Regions from separate parts of the Danio rerio genome. Here region 2 is linked to region 1. The links are chromatin contacts, called in public Hi-C maps. All regions are on one chromosome and are shown on one strand. Each heading gives the region's core, a stretch centred on a gene start, on an enhancer-like site or on the middle of the called end of the contact. The rest is flanking DNA. Distances are from core to core; before and after follow the strand shown. Region 1 has its middle 35 kb from the start of efna5a. Region 2 overlaps LOC141379854 (a long non-coding RNA gene).

The links. A called contact is a pair of places that touch in the nucleus more often than the background predicts.
Region 2: a Hi-C map of embryo shows a contact between it and region 1, with 2.6 times the contacts expected there. The contact joins two enhancer-like sites. A contact is called at or near these places in 1 of 18 Hi-C or Micro-C datasets (embryo) and 1 of 4 datasets of contacts at active chromatin or transcription factors (caudal fin).

Annotation. Positions count from the first base shown.
Region 1 is chr21:21,831,972-21,839,254 of GRCz12tu, reverse strand. No RefSeq gene overlaps it. Among named protein-coding and RNA genes, the nearest start is that of efna5a, 35 kb to the left of the region's middle. Within about 2 kb of position 4,659, at least 21 of the 62 cell types and tissues checked have an H3K27ac peak or open chromatin away from gene starts, as enhancers often do.
Region 2 is chr21:22,010,564-22,017,846 of GRCz12tu, reverse strand. All of the region lies in intron 3 of LOC141379854 (a long non-coding RNA gene), which reads right to left. Among named protein-coding and RNA genes, the nearest start is that of gadd45gb.1, 32 kb to the left of the region's middle. Within about 2 kb of position 3,661, at least 3 of the 62 cell types and tissues checked have an H3K27ac peak or open chromatin away from gene starts, as enhancers often do.

The sequences.
Region 1 (7,283 bases), core at 3,410-5,909:
GAGCCTGTGCTGAGGCCCCGTTCAAAGCAGAGACTCTCTGACTCGGAGCACCTGCGTGACTGCAGGAGATGAACTGTTCATGCTAAGTATTTAATGACCCACTTTAATTGGACTATCCATATTGACCACAGAAGGGCTGACGGGGAGCTGAGTTACTATCCATGATCTCATTTTCATTAGTTAGCTTCTTAATGACACTCAACTTCCTGTAGGGTTGGGGGAAAAAAAAGAGGGATGAAGTAAAGAGAGGAGGGGGGGGGGGGGGGGGCGGGGGGTGAAAAGATATATCTGGAGATAGATTCATGATTATTTTAAAAGAAAAAAAGGACAATGAGGGTTGTTCTTAAGAATTATTTAATTAATATTAAAATAATAAAAAAAACTCCAGTTGATTAGCCTACTTATGAGGTATCTCTAATACAACAAATTCAACAAAATCTTTAGAAATATAAAAAAAATAATAAAACTTATGGCTAGGGTCAGACAGAATCACAGGACTTTTAATTTTTTTTTGTTATTTCTGAGCAGAATTTATAAAAAAAAAATGAAATGAAAAATAATAAATTTTTAACTTTAATGTTTAATATTTACAATGCAAATACAGTTAGATCCACTTATTTAGTAAATAAAGCTAGTCTCTCATATATAACTTATATATACTAAAAGACATTAGATATTACTCTACAATCTATATTGTAAATAAATCATTTAAACATTTTCATTTTAGTCAATAATATTACTGAAATTAATTTAAAAACTAAATAAAAATAAATGTACACACATTTACACAAGTAAATAAATAGACTGGACGATGGGCTAAAAATCAAATGCAGGTTCGGTGTGGGCCTAGTTATAGCTAATAAACCTACACATTTAGAAAATGTAGAATATACTCAATAATTCTTCATATTTAAGGTGCTGTTCTCCAAAAGGTGCTGTTTATTTAAAAGCCTTTTTCCCCATCTCAGTCCACACTTTAGGAACAGGCTTAAAAAGAAAAAAGAAAACATATAGAAAACAGAAATTTAAATAATATCTCTTAGTAAGTTGAATATGTAAACTGTACGAGAATATATATTTTTTCCAAATATAAATGGTCAGAGATTCTTACTCTTAAGTTTATTTACAACAAAGGTACAGTGTACATTAATCAATGTTCACCAAGAACGTAAATGTACCCAAACTAGCCCAAAGACCAATTGTAATTGGTGGTTCCATTGCCACATGTTATGTTACGGCCATACCAATAAAAATACAAATTCAAACTAAAATTGAGTGAAATGTGATGGTTTAAAAGAAAAACAATCTTGACCAAAAGACATCTTTCTAAGTGAAATAATACAATATGCTCTAGCTGTTCCCCGAGTCACACTGTTTTCTACAGATTTAAACAGGGAAAAGTCAGAAAGAAGGGAAGGAGTTAAACCATGCATACTCTTGTAAGCTAAACAACCATTTTTAAACTTAATGATGTTTTCCCAACTAAGCAGGCTATGGGTTTTTTAAAATAGTACAGTGATGAAAAGTAAACAGTTTTTTTTTTTTTATCTTATAGGTATTATTAACATATATCAATACATGCATCAATCAAAAGTTACATGTATTTATATTAATATATTATTCATAATAAATATATTAAAAGAAAATCATTCATTCATTCATTTTCTTTTTCGGCTTAGTCCCTTTATTAATCTGGGGTCGCCACAGTGGAATGAACCACCAACCTATCCAGCACGTTTTACGCAGCGGATGCCCTTCTAGCTGCAACCCATCTCTGGGAAACATCCATTCACACTCATACACTACAGACAATTTAGCTCACCCAATTCACTTATACCACGTCTTTGGACTTGTGGGGGAAACCGGAGCACCTGAAAAAAACCCACGTGAACGCGTGAAAAACATGCAAACTTCACACTGAAACGCCAACTGACACAGCCGAGGCTCGAACCAGCGACCTACTTGCTGTGAGGCGACAGCACTACCTACCACGCCAGTATAATATTTTATTTTAAAATTGTAAGCAGTTGTTTATATAATATTCCAGTAGTTTTAACACTAGATTGTGTGTTAGACCAACTTATCAGGCAATAATTCATTTTGGAGAGGATCATAGAATTTAAATAAATCTTTGCAGAATTTCCTTTCCGTAGATAGAAGTTTCCTTACAAGAAAGGCAAGCTAAGCCTTAAATATTATTTGTAAAATACATACATAAAACAGGAGGAATGCAGTATTTAATAACAAAAATTATGCCTGCATATGGGTCAAAGACAAAAGGAGATTTAGGCATCAAAACAATAAAGGTGTAATCATTTTTTTTGGTATAGTTTCTATACCAAAACTCTTTAACAAAAAGACTCATTTGGTTATGTATTACCAGAATCAATTTAAGGCTCACAGTACAGCCCCCCAAAACCCTAATTATGTGACTATATTATTTAACTATTTATATTTTGCCACTTTCGTTAAAACTGTTAGTTCTGAATTTATTTCTGAAATAACACTTTTTAGCTGACTTGATAAATGTAAATTGATTTAATTTAAACTGCAAAATCCAGTAATCTGTACTGGACTATATTCTGTTTACTTATTAAGCATTTCCTTCAGAATTTTTTTTTCACTATACTGTAAAACCCAATAAGTTAACTTAAACTGTTGTGGCAAACCATTCAAGTTTTGAAACAAAATGGTTTGAGTACTGTAAACTTATTATATTGTGTCACATATACATATATCATTTGTGTTGTTATCATCAAACTTTTAGAATATTAGTAACTTGAACATTTTGCCAGCTATTAAGGCCCAATCCCAATTCTACCTCTTAGCCCTTCTACTTGAATTATACTTGATTTATACATCTGCGTCAAGCGAATGTGTGTGCTCCAGTGCAGCCTCCGCGTGGACTCATGGCCCTTGCTGTTGCCATCATCGCTGATGAGCACCTCTCAAAAAATTTAACTACACATCGCAGTGAAGCACAGCGGAAGTTTTGTGATTGGTCGGCTTGGTATCGCTGTCGAGTGTGGGCGGGACCGAGAGCCGTGCAAACCCGTTAGAGCGATTGTTGAGTGTCAAGCGAAGTGTCAAGTCTTGTGAAGGAGGTGGAAAGTCTTTTTTTGTGTTTGCCTTATGATTAAAGTTGTTGCACGTCTCCTGGTTCCCGCCTCAAAATGAGCGAGTTTGAGCTACTTCTACAATAAGGTAGTGTTCAGAAAATAAACAAAACACCAACCAAGAAACTCGACACTGATGAACATAAAAACCTCACTGCCAGCTAGCGGTTCGCAAGTGTTATTGCAGAGCAACACAAGCAGCACGCAGAAGTATAAATGTTCGATATTGTGCAAGGCATGCGCCATGGGTCACGCCAATCACTCGACATAGAAGTATTAACCAAGCTTTACCCATACCCCTTGTTTTGCGCATTCACATAAAGGGGTAGGGGTGTCCCAATGCTATATAGCTTGAAGGCGTAGGGCTTAGGGAAAGGGCTAAATATCCCTCGATACTGAGATTTTTCAGGCCCACACTCAAAACCAAGGGGTAAGAATATTTCCCAGAATACACCAGCTACAACAACAGCATGACTGCACATGGAAGTCAGGAGATGGAGAAATTAGTATTTTTTGTCATTATTTCAATTTTAACAAATCATATGTTTTTATGTAATCATAATGGCGTTCGTGTTTTACCATCATGTTTTTAAATAAAAACTGCTAAAATAAAAAAAACGCTAAATTTCGTTATCTATAATGCATAATAATAACTCATGTATAGTAGTTCCACAACATTATGTCACTCGATGGCGCTCGAATACTCTGTCAGAAAAGTCTAGTGGCTGGGAATGACCTTTTTACAGTGTCTGCTATAATGTTAATGTTGTTTTCTTGTATTTACATAGATGAATATATTTATATATTCAGTTTGAGTTACAATAACTCTTTTTCAATGAGTCAAACATTTTAAAAGATTATAAGTTAAGCTAACTTATTTCATTTAGTGATTTTCACTGTGAGGTTTGGCAGTGTGTATATCCAATATATTTTTGAAAGCTTAAAAATAAGAAAACAGTACTTGCAAAGAATTGTGTGGTTAAAAATGTTTTATGAGTCCAACTCAATGGAGTTAAACAAGAGTCCAGTCCCTCCTCCCTTTGTCACCCTCTGACAGTGTAATTTACGTTTATGGACTGCTGTATGTTTACAAGTGAGTCTGTTCCCGTAGCATTTAAGTTGAGTGTAAGGTTAAAACAGATATTTGTCATATTACTTTCTGTTGAATGTACATAATTAAGCAATGTAATACGTATAATACAGACTTATTGGTTTTTAAAACATCATCTAATAGGTTAAAGATTTGACAAACCAATATGCAAGAACTTTTGATTGATGCATGTTTTAAATAAACAGAGTGTTTTATAGGCGGCAGGCACAAATTTCCGTGCGGGTCTGGAGAGTGGGAGAATTGCAGGTGGGGCAGGGAAAAGCAGGATATAGGGATTGACAAGGAATCCTGCTTCATTTCAGCCTGTCCTGTTTGTATACAGCTCTGTCCAGGATGTCCTGTGTCACTGTGTGCTGAGTTAATGCTAATGTGCCTGCAATGCATGGGAAAAGGTTACAGACACCAGACACATGACATCATACATACCATAGTGTTTTGACAGGAGCTTACACAGAACAGAGCGTCCCCTTGTGGAGAACGGACACTGCGCAGGTCAAGCGTATCACTGAGCTTTGGGGGTCTGTTTGTGGAGTATGTGTAATCAGTACAAAATAACATTGTACCAATTTTTTTGGATTAATACTGATGTGTTGTGCAACCACCAACAAGTTTTAGACCGCTAAAATTACATCGCAATAAATACTTAAGAGCATTTTGGAGATAGCATATAGCTAGACCCAAGAGGAATGTAACCAAATACGAGTTCTTCACATTAATATTATTGTAGTTTTTTATATATATATATATATAGTTTAGTTTTTTTATACTATAGTTTAGTTTTTTATTTTACAGCCTGAAAAGTCTTAATTCTTCATGGAGTAGTTCAATTTGGTGCCTAAAATGCTAAGCAATAGATGCTTGAGAGCTTTTTGGAAGTTGTAGGATTTAGCTAGACCCAAGATGACTGAAACTTTTCTGCAAATAAAAATTTTCACATTAATAATGTTGTAGTTTAGAGATGTTATCTGGTCCATGGATATTTAGAGAAAGCCATATTTTAGTCTAAAAGTTCTTGATTCTTCATGGAGTACATTCAACATGGTGCCTAAAATGCTAAGCAATAGATGCGTAAGAGCATTTTGAAGGATGTAGGATTAATTTAGACCCAAGATGATGTTGATCCATAGTGACGTAAGAGCATCACAGAGTTTCTGCAGATTTGTCAGCTGAATATCCATGAGGTGAATCTCCTGTTCCAGCACATATCAAAGGTGCTCTGTTGGATTGAGTTCTGGTGACTGTGGAGGCCATTTGACTATAGAGAATTCATTGTCAAGATCAGGAATCCAGTTTGAGATTATTAGAGCTTTGTGACATACTGTGTTATCCTACTGGAAGTAGACATCACAAGATATTACACGATTATATGGAGTGTCAAGCTCTGCTGCAATAACCAAAAAGCTGCCAATAAAAAAAAATTCCCCAGCCAACTATTCCTCCAACAACAATGTGAAAAACAAAATGGTAAGGTGAATCCATACTTCTAAGTTGTTTACAGCACATTCTGACAATACCATCCAAATGTGGTGGTAGAAATTGAGTCATCATCAGACCAATTTTTATTGCCCAATTTTAGCCTCAGTTTTTGTGTTCAAGGTTGTACGTGTTGAGATGCTCTTCAGTAGACCTTAATTGGAACAAATGGTTAGGTTGCCTTTCTATCAGCTCGAGCCAGACTGGTCATTCTTCTCTGACCTCTGGAATCAACGAGACATTTTTCTCTCACAGAAGTGCTCTGGATATTTTCTCTTTTTCTGTGTAAACCCTGGAGATGGTTGTGCATGAAAAATCACAGCAGATCAGCAGTTTCTTAAACTCTCTGAAAAGCCAGCCTGATCTCATGAGGAAAAGTAATTATTTAATGTATTGTCAGAAAAGTTAGAAATTCGTATAGATTAACATGACTTCATTCGTATGAAAATGTACAGTTTTTAAAAGGAGGCAGGCATCCAAAACCTACTCCTAACCCTACCCCTCACTGGTGATGAGCAAATCATTCTACAATGTATGAATGAGATCATACAAGTGAATTTGAATAAGTTACTAATTCAAAAAGTTACACACTGTTAAAAATGCTGTGTTCCACATAATTCCCTCATCTTGTACCAACACACATCCACTAGGTTAACATAATTGCTTTTACAAATTGAAGTGGATTTAATATAAAACCTAAATTTATGAACTGTGTCATTTTAACTAATTTTATATAAGCTGCTTGAAGGTGCAGTATGTAAGTTTGACACCCAGTGGTGGAAAAAGGTATTGCACCCCTGGTTCAAAACACACGCAAGAGCAGGTTGTCAGATTGACGACACCAACAAAGGCAAAAATTTAAATTATGTTTTAAATAAAAGCTATGGTAAATTTCCAAATTAAAAGGAGGTTTTTGTCCTGACCAGCACCTGAAATTTTTATTTTATTTTAGAAAACTGACAGCGATCACATCAGGTATACCTCATGTGCTTTATTTAGTGTTAAATGCAAATAACGCAAGTTTGAATGCCATTTTACATGACATATATTGTCATACTACTGAAAGCAGCAGGAGATCTTGAAAATCTGTTTAAGAACTGTTGAAAATCTGAAAACTGATTGAAATTGAAATTTAGATCTGTGAAACGATGCAAAGGGGTGAAGCAGTGGGTAGGTAGTGCTGTCGCCTCACAGCAAGAAGGTCGCTGGTTCGAGCCTCGGCTCAGTTGGCGTTTCTGTGTGGAATTTGCATGTTCTCCCTGCATTTGCGTGGGTTTCCTCCGGGTGCTTCGGTTTCCCCCACAGTCTAAAGACATGCGGTACATGTGAATTGGGTAGGCTAACTTGTCTGTAGTGTGTGAATGTGTGTGTGGATGTTTCCCAGAGATGGGTTGGGGCTGGAAGGGCATCCGCTGCGTAAAAACTTGCTGGATAAGTTGGCAGTTCATTCCGCTGTGGCGACCCTGGATTAATAAAGGGACTAAGCCGACAAGAAAATGAATGAAATGACTCGATGCAAGCCAACACATATCAGTGATTTAACATGTATATTTTATAATGTTAAAAAGGTTTAATATGTATTC
Region 2 (7,283 bases), core at 2,412-4,911, 180 kb before region 1:
GGTTGATGGTGCACATTTAGCAAAACCATAAAATCATGAGAAACTTGAATTCATAGCAGGTAAAAGACTGAAATAATGTTTGCTCCTTGGGTCTGTCACAATAATCAATATATCAACTTATCGCACAACATATGTAGATGACTTCAATCATTTTCGATGATGCAACACTCATCGGCCACTTTATTAGGTACACCTTTTAGTACTGGGTTAGACCCACTTTTGCCTTCAGAACCACCATAATCCTTCATGGCATGGATTAAACATGGTACTTGAAATAGTCCATAGAGATTTTGACATGATAGCATCATGCAGTTGCTGCAGATTTGTCGGCTGCACATTCATGATGTGAATCACCCGTTCCACCACATCCCAAAGGTGCTCTATTGGAATGAGATCTGGTGACTGTAAAGGCCATTTGAGTGCAGTGAACTCATTGCCATATTCAAAAAACTAGTCTGAGATGATTTGCGTTTTATGATATGGCACGTTATCCCGCTTTAAGTAGCCATCAGAAGATGGGTACACTGTGGTCATAAAGAGATGGACATGCTCAGGAACAATACATTGACTCAATGCTCAATTGGTTCTGTTACTTTTACTTTGCACTTTATTGTTAACATTTATTATTATTTATTTGTTTAGGATACGCGTTTTCACATTTAGATTCCAGTGCCTATTTATTAAATTGATAAAATGACAATAATAAATTAAATATTCTTAAAGAGTAAAATACTGTGTTCTTTGGAATAGTGTACATGCATTGTAATATTATATTGTCATTCTCTATATAATGAGTGGCATGAAATGGTCTTAAAATGACAATAATATCGTTTAGCACTATATATTTTGGTGCGATATATCTTACAACAAAAAAATAGATTGTAGACAGGCCTATTGCCCCTATGAATACAAAACAAGATTATAGTAAACTATTTTCAAGAAGTCTTTTAAATAATCCTGCTCTAAACCTCTGCTGAGACCAACAGATCTTTTACTGGTAAAAAAGTATCTTGCTGTTTCTTTGATAAACTGCTTTATTCATCTTTTGTAAGCCACTTTAGAAAAAGTCTTTTAGATTAGATTAAAATATCTTTATCGTCCCCGAAGGGTAATTAGGTTTACAGCAATAGCCGACAGTTGACAGCAACAAGTCACACTCAACAACAACAAAAAATAACAGTAAACAATACAATTACTCATGGAGAAAAAAAAACGTAACGCTTGTTTAGTAAGCCAACTGCAGTTGGAACAAATGAATACAAATATCTATTGGACCTTGCCTGTCTAGTATAAGTATACTTTCTGCCTGATGGCAGGAGGCAAAACTTTAAATAAAGTGGGTGGTTCTGGGTAGTCATTTCGACTAAACTAACGTCAAGATAAATTTGAGAAAAAAAAAGCCTTAATACTATGCAGTGTTGCCTGTTAGGACCTCTGTTTTATAATTTTGCAACATTTTGTAAACTGACAAACGTCACTAAATCAATAAATACAAACAAATAATAATAATAATATTAATAACTTTCGTTTTTTTTCACTTTTTAAAGTTACAATTTATTTCCAGGGCCATATGTGTCACAGATGTACTATGCAGTAAAGCTTGTCAAATGAGGATTATCAAAACAATAGCAAAATCAACCGCAGGTAGGACAAGGAGTTGTGACACTGGAATAACATAGTGCTGGGCGATTAATCGAAAAGTAATTGAAATCAACATTCACAACCTAAAATCAATCAAAAATTTTCCAAACAAATTTTTTTCAATCACTTTCTGTACCGTGGATTATACTTCTGAGCCGAGTGCATGCATATGGTACGGCACACCTCTCAAAAAATGTAACTATACATTGTGAAGACGCGTAGGGTAGCTTTGTAATTTGTCGGTTTGATAATGGTGACAAGCGTGGGTGGCACAGATTAATTTAAGTTGCTCAACATTGATGTTCAATAATTAATCATAGATAGTAGATAGTGTAAATAAACAAAATAATCATAGATAGTAGATAGTGTAAATAAACAAAATAATCACAGATAGTATATAGTGTAAATAAACAAAATAATCGTTCAATTATCATGATCGAGTTAAAATGTTCAGTTATTCAGGATTTTGATTTTAGGCCAAATTGCTCAGGGGATTAAATACACAAGACATGATTAAACTGAATACATACAGATGTGCGACACAGGTGGAACTAATGCAACTAACAAATGTCGGGAAAACAGAATAAAGGAAACACATAACATAAAAGCACATGAACCACAACACATGGGACATTACGACACAGCAATTACATGAACACAACACAAAGCACACCAGACCCCAGACATTTTGCCAACAAAATCTGTCAATATTATTTAAAATAATGCTTCAAATGCATTTTATTAAAAAAAAGTCAATCTTTATTTTGAACACTTAATACAGCCTCATCTGTAATGATGAAACCAAAAAGTAAAACTTACAACACTGGAATCTGCAGAGATGTGCAATACAGTGTTTAGCAGGCACTTATGTATAATGCATGGTCACATTTTTCTCAAGACCAGCTTTGCATCAAGCATGATCCTGCAGCTTGACCAGTGTTTAGAAGAGAACTGATAGGATTTATGGGAAGGCTGATTTTGTTTTTACAAACTAACACTATTATATATAGCCGTGTCAAAACCAGTCGTTTCAGACGTCTGATCTCCTGCACTGGTAGACATAACAGCAGATGTTAAAGAAAGATGAGCTACGTGGACTAAATGTTATGGTTTCATAAGAGATGGTGTTTATTTTATATTACCATCATCATCATCATCATACCATTATCATCTGCAGATCTCGAGATTTCACTGGTGTTTTTGCCATAACATAAAAACAAAAGTATGAGAGGCTGGCGGAAACAAAACAAGCTCATTCTTGCAAGAACCTGCAACATTTCTAGAACAAAAAAAAAAAGAATCAGCTTTTTTTGATGTGTGTTAGCATACTGTTCGGGTCAGAAATAAATGTGGATCTAACACTGCCTCAAACTGAAAAATCAAAGCTTTTCTGGCCCTCCACTTCACCCTCATTTATACCTCAACCTTTTAATCTTCCCACATATCTACACACATTCACTAATTAAATACCCACTGCTAAATATTTCAAAGAACGTGCTGCAATTAAATAGATAAAATCAGATGCTGAACTAAGTTACAAGTCTAAGCAACTGCGCACAACGTAATAACCGAGGAATGATATGTAAAAGCTTGACATAGATAAGATCCTGTCAGATAACATTGGATGTGCCAAAACCGCAGTGATTCATGAACAAACTATGCATTGTTGTTCACAGAAGAGAGATTATATTCTCTTCGCTGTAACACCGACGCGGTTTTCTGTCTTTTGTACTCCTCCTCTGTGTTTAGACAGAGGTAGCTGGACTCATTAGCTTCTAAATGGACATCATTTGAAGCCGTTTTGTGGACAGGATTTCTGTCTTCCGGTGGAAAAAGTAGGCAGATCAAAAGACCGAAAAGAAATATGCAGGACTCATGAATGTAAACAGAAAGTCAGAGTGGGAACTGTTTGTTTGCAGTGGTGACATGCTAATAATTTTTACTTAACAAGACAGTACAGCAGGAACGGGATGTTCCCTGTTATAATCATGGTACCGTGTTAAAACAAGTAAGAGCAAGCAATAGCTGGAAAGGCCTGTTCCCATCAGGTATGCATCTTTTCGTGCCATAACTGCAATAATAACTACACTGTAAAAATATGATCTGTTAAATTAACCATTGAAGATATAGCTCATGAATGATGATTCACAGATGTTTATTTAAGCTTTTGGATTGCATTACATCGATCTCTTCTCTGATAACTTTTGATGTTGAAGATTTTGCTCTCTACACTTTAATTACACGACTTTTATGGACATATTTTAGCAGTTTAAAACAATAAATTGTATAAGAACAATTACACAGTCATTACACTTATTATATAAAGACAAAAAAATATTGTTTAATAAACATCAATAAAAGTCACATTGTTAAACATTTCAACATCAAATGTTGACAGAGCAGAGATGAAGATCTATAACACTAATCAAAATCATAACACACTTATGAATCATGAGCTACAGGCAAATATTAATGAAATTATTTTGCTGTGTATATTTGTATCTGCCAAAAGGGTATGGTCATATACTGCGACAACAATTGCGATATAAAAGCATTGCACTAAAAATAACCATGATATTTACAAATTAAAAGTATACACATGATTACATTACATAAACCATCAGCATTATAATATGGTGCCAAATTTTCCCATGCAGTTTTTTGTTTCATTATATACTATGCCGGAGGGCGCCCTCACACAACTTCCAAAAGTGAAACTCGTAGTTGCAATAACTTGAGTAATAAGTCGGAAATTCCTTATTTTGACATTGACAATCCTTATATTGTGCAAATCAAAATGTAAAATTCTTTGCTTGATAAAATGGATGTGCAAAAGTGTATGTTTTCAGAAATTTGAAGCCAAAACATTAAGAGTGCCCTCTGGTGGCTGGCTGCAGTATAGGTTATGAAAGCAGCCCTTTTTCTTTGCCTATTGAAATGTTTATGCTTTTAGTAAGGTATTTGATGCTATAATGATTGACAGCTGTGATTGGCAGCTTCACAACATGAATCACTTAAACTTTTTTTCTGGAGTTCTAGGAAAAAAACAGAAGCTTTAACATTTCCATATGCTAACGGTACTGTTTCACACCAACAAAATATTTTATATAGTATATTAAACTCTAGGACTCGACTTAAGGAATGAGAGGGATCATAGATTTTTTTAGAGAGTTAAATGTATAAGCTAGTTAGATAAGTGAACCCCAAAACATGCATTAGCTAGTAGCTATGAATACTTTTTAAAAATGAAAATCCTCTTCACCGTCTCCTAATGACAAGATATCAGCAGCCATCTCTGGGACATTTTGGCTTTAACTTTCGAAAGTGGAAATAATTTAATGGATGAAATGTACAGAGAATCAACACACAACTGCAACAGAATATGATTTCCATGGCTTAAAACCAATTCTTATTAGGATAAACTATTTTTCTAATGCAACTCTATTCAACATATAGTCATTAGCACTGTATACAATACTATGAAATAGAGTTTCTACCACATTATGGGCTTAAAAGGATTCTAAAATTCACAGAGAGAAGTTTTAATTAAACTAGTTTAATTAAATTAAAACGTATGCAATAATAAAAAAATGTTGTTATTCTTTGCCAAGCTAAAATAGCTGGCTGTAATCTCCTTTATTAATTTTTCCTTGAAATATTTTACTATACACTTTAACGAATATCTGTTAATAAACAGGTTTAGTATTTTGTGATTCACAAGTGTTTTCAGTTTATATATGGTTGTGAATTGATTATGGGACCTTAATCTCTAATCTGTTGACTTTTGATGTTGAAAATTTCAACTCTACAGTTTAACAAAGTGGCAATTATTAAGATTTTAGTACTTATATAGCAATTATATAATGTATATGAAATACAATACATAGAGAAAGAAGTTCGTAAAATACCAGAAAATAATAATAATAATTCCTTACATTTACAAAGAGCATTTATGGACACTCAAAGTGGTTATATTTTTGGGAGGAATCTCCTTGTTTACCACTAGTGTGCAGCATCCACCTGGATGATGCTATGGCAGCCATCTTAAGCCATACCGCACACTACACACCAGATGATTGATGAGTTATAGTAATAAAGCCAGTTATGACATGGGGATGGTTAAGAGGCAATGATGGACAGATGCCGGGGTTAAACGCCTATACTCTTTTGGACATCCTGGGATTTTTAACGACCACAGAGAGTCAGGACCTTGGTTTAGCAGTATAGAGTCCCCATCAATATACTTGAGAGTTAGGACCCACACAGACTGCAGGTTGAGCACCCCTGCTGGCCTCTCTAACACCACTTCTGGCAGCAACCTAGCTGACCCATATGGTCTCCCATCCAGGTACTGAACAGGCGCAGCCTTAGCTTCGGTGCGCGACCATGTGAGAGTTGCAGAGAGCAAGCTTCCGGCTAAAATGTACTGGCAGTTTATTACAAGGTATTTGTATTATGATATACAACACCCACAAACAATATATCACTTTAAACTATTAAAATGTTCATGAAAGTCACTTTTTCAAACTTTTCAAGGTTAAAAGTGGTTGGAAGAACGATCAAGATCCTAAAATGCAATTCAAATGCATACATGAAAGGTGAAAACTAGAAATATGAATAACAAAATAGAGAAAACACAGCACATTTACAGCGTAGATAATTTTTTACAGTGTAAATATCACAATACCATTATGGGCTATGATAATCATATAGTCCATTTATTATAAGTAGCTGCAGTTTTTTGTTCTCTGCCTTTTAAAATGTTTTCACTCTTTAAACGCAAGATGGATTTTAATTGACTGTCAAATGTCAATCATTTAAACACACTGTGTAGAAAGTTGACTCCATCACCATACCTCCTAGTAAAATGCCAAATTTAGAGATCTTTGAATGTTGAAAGTCACCTTTACGCACGTCATCGTAGTTGACTGTGAAACCCAAAACGTTTCTCAATCCAGTTAATACCCACTAGAAGGCCAGTCCTCAGTTGAGCGCAATGTTTAAGGGCCACTCATAAACCCTCACGCTCCAGTGCTCAGGGGCCCAATTTGGATACATTCTCCAAGCAGCTCTCCACCAACTGCATTTGTACACAACCTTCAACTCACAGCAAAAAAAAAAATCTCCCATCAGTGATTTCTTAACAGCCCTTAACTGTGCTTTGAATTTCCCTGTTAACAATACATGGTTAAAAAGAAACGGGCTCTATCTGCATCTACATGTGTCCAGGGGAGTCAGAACCCAGACGTTGGCATATCGCATTTCCTTCATTTTCCTCTTTACTAGCTTCTGCTGGGCTGTTTATAAGCACAATATAAGTCTTAACTCTAAATGGGTCTTTGAGGCAGCAGCTGTGTCGAACAAAACGCATTTCAGACAGTATTATTATTCCATTTCACGCTTTTCCATTCTGTACCTGCAGTTTTTCAGATCGGCTGTGGCAAAAGGGAAGCGTTACTTGATCCATCTCCATACGGGCCATTATCTTGCTGAAATAGTGCCTTATTGAAATCCCACAGCTCGGTGGCATCACACTAAACATGTTTTGGGTTAATCCCCTCCGTAGGGAGCCAAGTTACAGACCCCTGTGAGAGGAACATGATAAGGGCGGTGAAAGTGTTTTAGACGCCTGCTTTCTGAAA